Linked DNA regions of Hordeum vulgare: region 1 is linked to region 2. A link is a contact called in public Hi-C data. All regions are on one chromosome and are shown on one strand. Each heading gives the region's core, a stretch centred on a gene start, on an enhancer-like site or on the middle of the called end of the contact. The rest is flanking DNA. Distances are from core to core; before and after follow the strand shown. Region 1 holds the start of LOC123402281 (inorganic pyrophosphatase TTM1-like). Region 2 holds the start of LOC123401731 (universal stress protein A-like protein).

The links. A called contact is a pair of places that touch in the nucleus more often than the background predicts.
Region 1: a Hi-C map of seedling shows a contact between it and region 2, with 6 times the contacts expected there. The contact joins the promoter of LOC123402281 here to the promoter of LOC123401731 in region 2. A contact is called at or near these places in 4 of 6 Hi-C or Micro-C datasets (leaf and seedling) and 1 of 1 datasets of contacts at active chromatin or transcription factors (embryo).

What each region holds. Positions count from the first base shown.
Region 1 is chr6H:465,731,675-465,736,349 of MorexV3_pseudomolecules_assembly, reverse strand. It overlaps LOC123402281 (inorganic pyrophosphatase TTM1-like), which reads right to left and starts at 1,742. Exons shown (of 12, transcript XM_045096183.1): 1 at 1,449-1,742; 2 at 363-742; 3 at 1-89. The coding sequence starts at 699.
Region 2 is chr6H:465,504,647-465,509,554 of MorexV3_pseudomolecules_assembly, reverse strand. LOC123401731 (universal stress protein A-like protein) reads left to right here and starts at 1,588. Exons shown (of 4, transcript XM_045095586.1): 1 at 1,588-1,859; 2 at 4,500-4,621; 3 at 4,716-4,834. The coding sequence starts at 1,676.

The sequences.
Region 1 (4,675 bases), core at 493-2,992, 230 kb before region 2:
GAAATCATATATTGGAACCTGAACGGACCTTCCTTCCTTCAGACCATGAATATTTTCCAACAGTGTGTCATAGTCTGTTAGACGTGGATCTGACAAAAAATTACAAATACAAACATCAGTTACTCTAGTTAGCACTTAGCACCACCACTGCCTCGATGAATACAGTTTTGCAAAAACTTACTAATGCTTCCATTATATTAAATCATATGCAATAGTTAAGTTATTGTTACTGCAGAGACATGTGGTTCCAGGTAAAGAACCATAAGATAATGCACAGATTATGTACTGTAAATTATACATATTTCTTATTACATGAATCTTGCTATTATAAAAGAAGTAGTCATCCAGATAAGTTGGGTTACCATCAAAATTGCCATCAACTATGCGACTTGCATCATTGTAGTTGTCCATTGATATCACAGCAACACTGGGCATGAAATTGAGGACCTTCTCGGTAAACACCGTCTTACCAGCCCCAGAGGGGCCAGCAACTCCCACAAATATTATCCCTTCATTGTTCTGCACCAGGAGCTGGATGGCGCGGATCATGACAAAGAAGCCTTTCTCAAAAGACAGTGGCTCTGGAAAGGGGACGATCTCATAGCGGCTTGTGTCCTTCCTTTTCACCAGCTGCACCTGGTCTCGCAGAAGGCCATTCCGCTTCCTTGGCGACTCGGACAGGGAATCACTACGCTCCATTCAAAAGAAGTCTCCAAGACAACTTTAACCTGCAACAAAGAACCTTAAGTATCAAGAGTCAACAATGAGATGCTGAAAGAAATGTTGTGTACCAGAACATAATAAAGGAACTGTAACTGAAATCATCACGTCTCTGGGATTGCTGAATTTCTCACCGTCCCGACAATTGTGCAACTGAAATCTATCAAGAGACAGACAGGACACAGTTAACTAGTCTACTGGTAATCCTTTGCGCACAGGTGAGGGACGACACGAGCACAGCTAACAAGGGACAGGCAGTACATGGACCTTGCAGCCGAACTCTATTACGGGACAGACAGGAGAGGGACCTTGCAACTAGAGGGGGGATGGGCTTCGGGGCCCCGTGCAGGTTACATCAAGGTACTGAAACTTTCCACGTGAATTGTCGTCCACTGAATGACAAGGTACCCAACTCTCGCAGATGGGTAACTAACCTACTACTACCAAACAAACCCGCGAGTAATCCAGGCATGAACCCGCCGCAGAGCTGCAGGGGCGGGCGGGCGGGCCTTAACGTGGGGCGTGTGGGTTCAGTTCCACAAGAATAATTTGAAGGGGCGTGGGGAGGAGCCCACGCTCGAGGAGTCCGTCCCGGGAACCAACCGCGCCGTCCTGTGGGGAGGAGGAGAACCGCGGCGCAATGGGGCGAGGCCGCGATTTTGGCGGCGGCGGCGGGAGGAGAAGCGGGGAGGCCGGAGACGATCGGGAAAATGAGGAGGGTATCTCACCGGAGGGGCGGAGGCGGGGGAGAAGGGCTCCGGTCGCCCCTGTTCTCCGTGTCAGGCGCCGCTGCTCGGCTTCGATCGAGTAGGAGAAGCTGGAGGAAGGAAGGGAGGGGAGGGGGGAGGGGTGTTTTTGGCAGCTGGATGGGAGTTTCGGATCCGGAGCCTGTTTTTTGGGGGCAGAAAGAATGAGAAAAAAACGGGTAGACGATTTCTTTCTAGGTTTCCGTGATTTGTTTCCGCAATCCAGAGAGGAATAGTTTCCTGCCTTTTTTTGCTGCTTCGTTTGTGCTCCTTTAGGGCTCCGCGCAGGCTGGTTTCTATATATGCACTTGATATTTTTGAAGCCTCACAGCGTATGCCAGGCGTCGAACATCAATGGAAATTTTTGTCATGATTGCCGGATATCGCCTGTCCTCGTCTTGCTCCATACACCATCACAGAAATTGCACACGCATGATATTAGAAGTACCTTCCCCATTCATATTATTTGTCTTAGATTTATCTAGATACAAATATAATTAAACATGTTTAAACACATTTAATGTTAGATATATCCGTACGTATACAAATCCAAAATAGGTAATAATATATCGGAGCGAGTATTTTATTTTTATGAATGACATTATTCAAAATATTTTATGTGAGAACTTTCGATTTATTCATCTTTAATCATGATACTACTTTTTCTACAGTTTATCATTATGCAACTTAGGTGGCGAGACCGGGATTAAACTCTTCTATAGTGGCACCACCTTAATATATTCCCTCCATTCAATAATGTAGTGCACGTAGAATTTTTTTAAAGTCAAATTTTACAAACTTTAATCAAGTTTATGGAGAAAATTATGTGTATCTACAACAACAAATATGTAAAAATATAAAATTACATCTTACGATGAATCTAATGATATATGTTTGACATTTTAAATGAAAATATTTTTCTTCACAAACTTGATCAAAATTTGTGAGGTTTGACTTTAACAAAAAATTGCATGCACTACATTATGAAATGGACATATTCCTATGAGCTTGGGGGGAGAGGGCCACGTAGGTACACATGAAGCCCCGCCACTGGATAACGGGGAAGAAATAACCAACTTCCTTCGAAAAGAATTCTAGACAACTAACTCAACTCTTGTAGATGACATATAATTGCATATGTTTGTGAAAATATATGCAAAATCTTGTGGTACAATATGAAATTGTTGAACAAAGTTGAAAATATATATTAATAATCAAGTCAGACGAATGAAATATCAAACTTTGTCTTACCGGGATATCCTTGAGGGTTATGAAAAGATTATTTGTCGTGAGTGTTATGTAAGAGAGTGGCACATGGAGTGATTATGAAGAAAGCAACACCATGAGAGATGATAATAAAGGGGGCGCTATTTTCTTGTATGCTATTAAGCTAAGATGCATCGACCAAAAACTATCAAACTTGCACAATTTGATTAAAAAAAACGATGTGCATTGAAGCATATATGGTCACGACTACACTTGTTGCCATAAGTGTATGCAAACAATTTTTAGTTAAAAAGGCAACGAAAACGACAAATGTTACGTGAAGCGATAAGCCGGTCGTGATGCCTTTCCAGATAGATTTATATGTGGTATGCCGTGTGGTGGATGTGATCACATTCATGAGAAGTAAATTTCAAACCTACTCATCAACAAATCCAGACCATTCAGGTTGGCTTCTTTGGGCGTTGTCATTTAAAAGAATAGCTTTACAATTTTGTTTTTGGATCATTATCTTTTAACTTCCAGTAGAAATCTTGTGTTTTTTTTTATCAAAATCAACTAGCAGTCTACAGTCTAAAATACATATAAATTTCATCGATATAACTTATATGTAACTTCAATAAGTTGTAAATAGGACAACCCTCAACATGCACAAAAATCTCGATGTAGCATGGGTGGCACCAGAATTTTGGCCACATTTGGACCGATGTCAGATTTGTATTTCCCCATGTTCACATGGATAATATTTTGCACTATGAGGAACATGGTAGTATTATATTTTTCTAATGAGTTGATGCTCATTTTAACATTTGGCTAACCATTTTCTATTTCAAAGTTTATCTACAACAGATTATAAAAGAAATTTCAGCACATCAAAGTTGAATAATTGTAAAGTGAACCTAGAAAAAAGAGGATAAACCACTTATGATAAATGATTTCGGCTCTGCGTACACGACTTGATGCCATGATTCTTAGTTTCTCACCCTCGTCAGCGTATAAGATTTGATAGTATTATGTTTGAGTCAAGCGCATGTTAATCTTTTGTAGGGTGTCTACGTTTATATAGCTTAAGTATCCCTTTTTCCTGGATACATCATGGACCTATCGCCAAGCGAATTGCCCAACAATATCCTGACGGGAAATGTTAATATTCCTAATTTGTCAGGACTTGGAGTCTTGGAATAGATTCTCTGGGAACCAGTGGTCAGGATAATCAGTCAACCGCCGGGCCAGAGACGTGAGCATCTCGGCACAAAATACGAAGTACATTTATAAACACATTTCGGATTCCTATGGGATAAATTGAAAAGTTGCATGGCATGATCAGATGGACATCAGGGAAAAGAAAAGATCTTCGCGGCACTTATCCCCACCGGAAAGCACGGCAAGGTTCCCTTTCAGGAAGACGGCAACGTGAAGCACTCGGCCATGGCAAATTATAATTAGCTCGGAAGAGACTGGAAATATCCTCCCTCTTCTGAGCCATTCTCGTTTGCTGGCCATCCCTGATGGCCTCGCAGCAGAGTTTGGCACGGGGTGGACGCCGCATGTACGATGTCTGGTGGAATTTTATCTTTTTGAAGGAAGTGTCTGGTGGAATTGATAAGCATAGAGCAGCATCATGGTGTGCGTACGCATCACGGCGGTACGATGGATGGGTAAGGAACGGGCAGGAGAAAGCCACATACTCATACGCACGAAAATATCTTTTGGGTGTAGTAAAGTTTAGTTGCCGCGAGCACCTTATTCCGATGACTTGTCCTGTATATAGGAGTATAAATTATGATAGGCTAAGATTTGTTAAGATTGATTGTTTTTCTTATACTACTCTTATTTTATTTTATTTTTGCATTATAACATGTGTTTCATTCATGTCAATATTATACAGATTAAAGTATAAGTCATGTAAAGATCGACGTAACAAAACAGAAAAGAAAGCATAATATATTTGTGTTTAACATCAAACGTGTGTGTCACTTGCCTCC
Region 2 (4,908 bases), core at 339-2,838:
GAAATTCACGTAAACATGATGATTTTTTTATAAACTATAACACATTTGGACATTTTCCGTATAAAGAAGACGAAAATTCAAAACAATTTGGACAATTTTTAATTAAACCCTATTCTAAACATAATTTAAATGATCGCCGGTGCCCGTGTCCGGCCATGAGCCTCGAGAACTTAAGTTTCGGCTCTTGCCTTCGCCTTCTTCAGTTCTGCCTCGGCACTGTCCAAACCCGTCTGTAACTTCCGTCTACAGATCCCCGAAAAGTGAACTTGTCCACCTCCACGTCGTCACCAAGCGGCTAATCAACCGACGATGTTGAGCCCACCAATCTTGACTTCAACGGAGGGGAAGGAACGGCGGCATTCTTGGGACCCGAGCGGCGACGAGCAGGTGAACAACGATGTCGTCATGATCATGGTCATGGAGGATCCGAGCTTTTTGGATGAGCAGTAGGTGTTGTACCAAGCCATGTGCAGCGCCCACAAGATCCTCTGCGAGCGATGGCGGTTGCGTGTCCTACGGGCGAAGAGGGACGTCATTTTTGAAGATCAACACGAATGTGACTGAAGAGGATGCACAGGTAGCCGCATACGGCGCCATTTCCACATCTGTCATGCCGCCACCGTGGTTTACACCATGCTGCTATGACCACGAGATCGACCCGTCCACGTTTGACACGACGGACTCGAGCGATGAAGAGTAGCACATGGGACGCCATCATGATATGGGTCCTAGCAGTGGAGGAGGACGGATAAAAGATAAGGTAGAGTGTGTTGTGGTCACTAGCCATGGACATCACCGTCACGCCGATGTGTCGCCTTGCTCCCAGCATGCACCGTTCAAATCAAGGTAGGGTGGCCGTCAGGCCTTGCCCTATCAGGTCCTCCGCCGCTGGATCATAGGAAGGTCACTCCTATTCTTTCCCTACCGCTGCTTTACTTCTCGGACCTGTGAGCTTGCCGGACATGGAAAAGACATGTTGTGGAACCGAGACTCCGTCACGACAGGTGATCCTTTAGATTGGGTTAATAAGTCCCGACCACTTTTATTTAGTTGAAGTGTGCCAAAAATGTAATGGATTTGAACCGGTTTAAATACAAATAATTCAATCTACATGGAATTCATCCGCTTTGTTCAATTTGCTTAGAAATGTAAGCGGACATGGTTAAATGGCCAACTCCCGTATCATTATCCACATGCGAATACAATTTCTGTTTTAGAGTTTTGTATTGAAGGTGTCTTTATATAAAACAGAATAAGAACGGGGCAACAATGACTACCCAACAAAGTGGGGCCCCGTTATGTATGGCGCTAGTGTTAAAAACGTTTTTTATGTTATGGAACGGATGTAGTACAAATGATGAAAACATTTTCTCAAGAGTGAGTTTTGTAAATTTTACAAAGAGAGCAGTTATCTTAAACTGATTGGCCAACACAATTCCATTCAAGCTAGTAACGGAAATTCACACGGATATTCCAAGATCGAGGGGCTTTTGGGCCTCGATGATGAACCTATTCTCATGTGGCCATAGCAAAAAAGGGTGAAAATGACTGGACCCGCCAGTATAAATGAAGAAGGAAAGCGTAGATTGCTTTTTGTCCTCCTCAAAATTTCCCCAAAACTCCTCTTCCCCTTCTTCTTGCCAAGGAAGCAAACAGCGAGCGAGGGCGTGCGCGAATGGCGGATTCGTCGGCGCCGACGCGGGTGATGATGGCGGTGAACGAGTCGTCGCTCAAGGGGTACCCGCACCCCTCCATCAGCTGCCGCTCCGCCTTCGACTGGATGCTCTCCAAGCTCGTCCGCTCCAACACCGACGGCTTCCACCTCCTCTTCCTCCACGTCCAGGTCCCCGACGAGGACGGTACGTGCAGCCGCGCGCCCCTCTCGTGCGCCCCGTGAAATGCCCCATGGGTGGATTTGCTTGCTTGCTGCGTGCTTGGGGTGCTCGACGAAATGCGCCGGTCCCCTCTCGGTCGGCGCAGGGTGGTGGTGGTGGTGGTGGTGGTGGTGTGGCCTTGGTATGCGATGCCGTCGCGATGTGGGCGGTGACTCTTCTCCGATCACAGTGTAGCTGTTTGTTGCACGCCCTAGTGGTTTCATATCAAACGCATTACGAATTCTTAGCATTGATCCATGTTATCCTTACTGCAATCCCACTGTTCATGTACACGGGATGCTTCTACTGCTGCGACCTGTGTAGACTGGTAGTGTTTTGGTTTGAATCGTACTACTGTATGGAACTCAGGGCAGAAGAGGCAGATTGCATACTTCTGATGCATCGTAGCATCCTTTTTGGTTTGCATATATAAGGAGCTTGTTCTGTTTCAGGGTTAGTAAATGGTATGTACTCCCTCTCTAAGCTTTTATAAGACGTTTTATAAAAGCTTACAGAGGGAGTACAATTGAAGTAGGCTACTCATACTAACTGGTAGTTCTTGCCTTGTTGGTAGTTGTGGCATCTGAATTTAAGTGTACCACTACAAATTCCATGATCAGAAGCGGTCGGTATACCAAGTGGCTCTGATTTCCTTACCTGTTGTCTACTGTTAATAATGTACTGAACTGGACTGCTGGTTATGTATTTTTTGCTGTTTCTGGATAGAGGGTACTGCACTGCCTTCTTTATTTACATAACTGGTGTGATACTGGTGCTTTGTAATTTGCTGGGTTGCTGGTTATGTATTTTTTGCTGTTTCTGGATAGAGGGTACTGCATGCTTTTTTTTTTACATAACTGGTGTGATACTAGTGCTTTGTAATTTGTGTAAATGCAGATTGCAGAAGTTTTATATCCTCTAAACTTAATAAACGCATTTGGTGGCACTACACAGTGTATTTTTAAATGCAAGGCATACTGCACAGTTTAGAAGAGCATGTCATTTGATTGATGCGCCCCAGTTGGGCTCACTTCGTCTTCACCCTATTCCTTGTCGCCAGTGATGTAGTTATATTGCTTAACCATGCTATGCTATAAATGGGGTGGGATCACATCGATTATGACAATTTGGTATTTTACTGACAACTATTTTATACCACTTAATTTAATAAAACATCTGGGCGGAGTGGTAATTGGTGGTTCAGAGGGAAGGCAAGGCATTATGGAACATCTACGTCTTGCACCTTTTCTAAGGCTTTGCACCCATAATCTACCACTCCTCAGCTGTTTTTGCTGCTCTACTATTTTCTGCAACACCTTGTTTCTGGTGTTTGCAGAAATGATGCTCTTGCAGCAATATTTTGCTCGTACTACCTGTTTGTGTATAGTATCCTATTTAGGCCATTTTGGGGTGGAAGAGTTTCCTCTTGTCTTGCTGTTATAACTGCACAAAGTGCTATTTGCTTCATTCAACCGTTCTTCAGGAATAAATGACTTTATTTTTCTGTCGGCACTAAAGTTTTTCTTGTCATGCCCTTGGGGGCATACCTCCAGCAAAATTCTGGGAATAATTTGTCCTAAGTCCACTCAAAATATTCAAAATTATTTACAAGAAAGAAGAGTTGCCCATCAATTTTATAGTGGACGAGCAGAGAGAAAGTGCTCCAAAAAATAAAGCTGTTTAATTTTACTTTGCAAAGATTTTCATGAATTAACATGGCAGTATAGTCCTTTTGATTCCCCTGGAATGGCCGGACGAAGGTAAAGGCTCATTGTGCCGTTAATAGCAACTGCAGGGTATTAAGTACGTAATAAGTATCCACATGAGTTGGCTGTCCATCGAGTTGTTTACTAACTTTTGCATGCTTGTTTTTCTCCATGTTTGCTATGCCACTTGAACTAGTGTATGCGACAAAATAGCTTTTGTGCTTTCCAGTGAGTTGACCTGAATCTTTGTTCTGTTCTTGCGATATTTGGACTAAAAGGCACTTCAGCTGATACTCGAAATTCAGTAGAGAATGACCAAGAAAGCTTAGGGAACACTTCTCTTGATGCCACTTCAATTGCTTTTCCTCTTTGTCTCCTTTTTGTCACTTCTTCTTGCTCCTTGAAATAGCTCCTTGCCTGTAAGATATCTGGGTAGTAAACTAACTCAGTCGGTGCTAGTGCTTTATGTTATAATATGGTATACTCCCTCCGTTTCTAAATATAAGTCTTTTTAGAGATTTCATTACGGGACTACATACGAAGCAAACTGAGTGAATCTACACTCTAAAGTATGTTTATATACATCCGCATGTAGTCCCCTAATAGAACCTCTAAAAAGACATATATTTAGGAACGGAGGGAGTAGTTAATAACAAATTGTTTCTATAGGAATCCTGCCTTAAGATGCACTGTCAGGCTCAGGGACCATTTAATGTGGATGTTCAGCCTGAATTCTGATCAGTAAATGACTTCTTGTAGGCTCATGTCACATGCATCTGTAGTATCATTTTCTCCCAGTTTATCATGAAACAGTACACTATGGAGTACCGAGTATTTGCTTAAACATTACATAATCTGGATCATAGTTTTTTTGTCTGCCTGATGTATTTCTGATTTATCTTTGTTGCCAATTCAAAAGGATTTGATGATGTGGATAGTATATATGCATCACCGACGGACTTCCAGAGCATGAAGCAGAGAGACAAGATAAGAGGGATTCACCTACTTGAGTACTTCGTGAATGAATGCCATCGATTGGGGGTAGTTACATTTTGTTTTTTTCTCCAGTACTGTAGGCTCCAGTCAGGAGCAGTTACCGTTTTGGTCCCTAACAGCTTATCTAATTATGCTGCAGATAAAATGTGAAGCTTGGACCAAACAGGGGGATCCAAAGGAGGTTATCTGCCATGAGGTGAAGAGAGTCCAGCCTGATCTTCTAGTTGTGGGAAGTAGAGGCCTCGGGCCATTTCAGAGGTAATTTATGTTAAAATCACTTACCATGTCAGCTTGAATATCATTTTTACAGAAGGTCGTATGAATAATCTTCA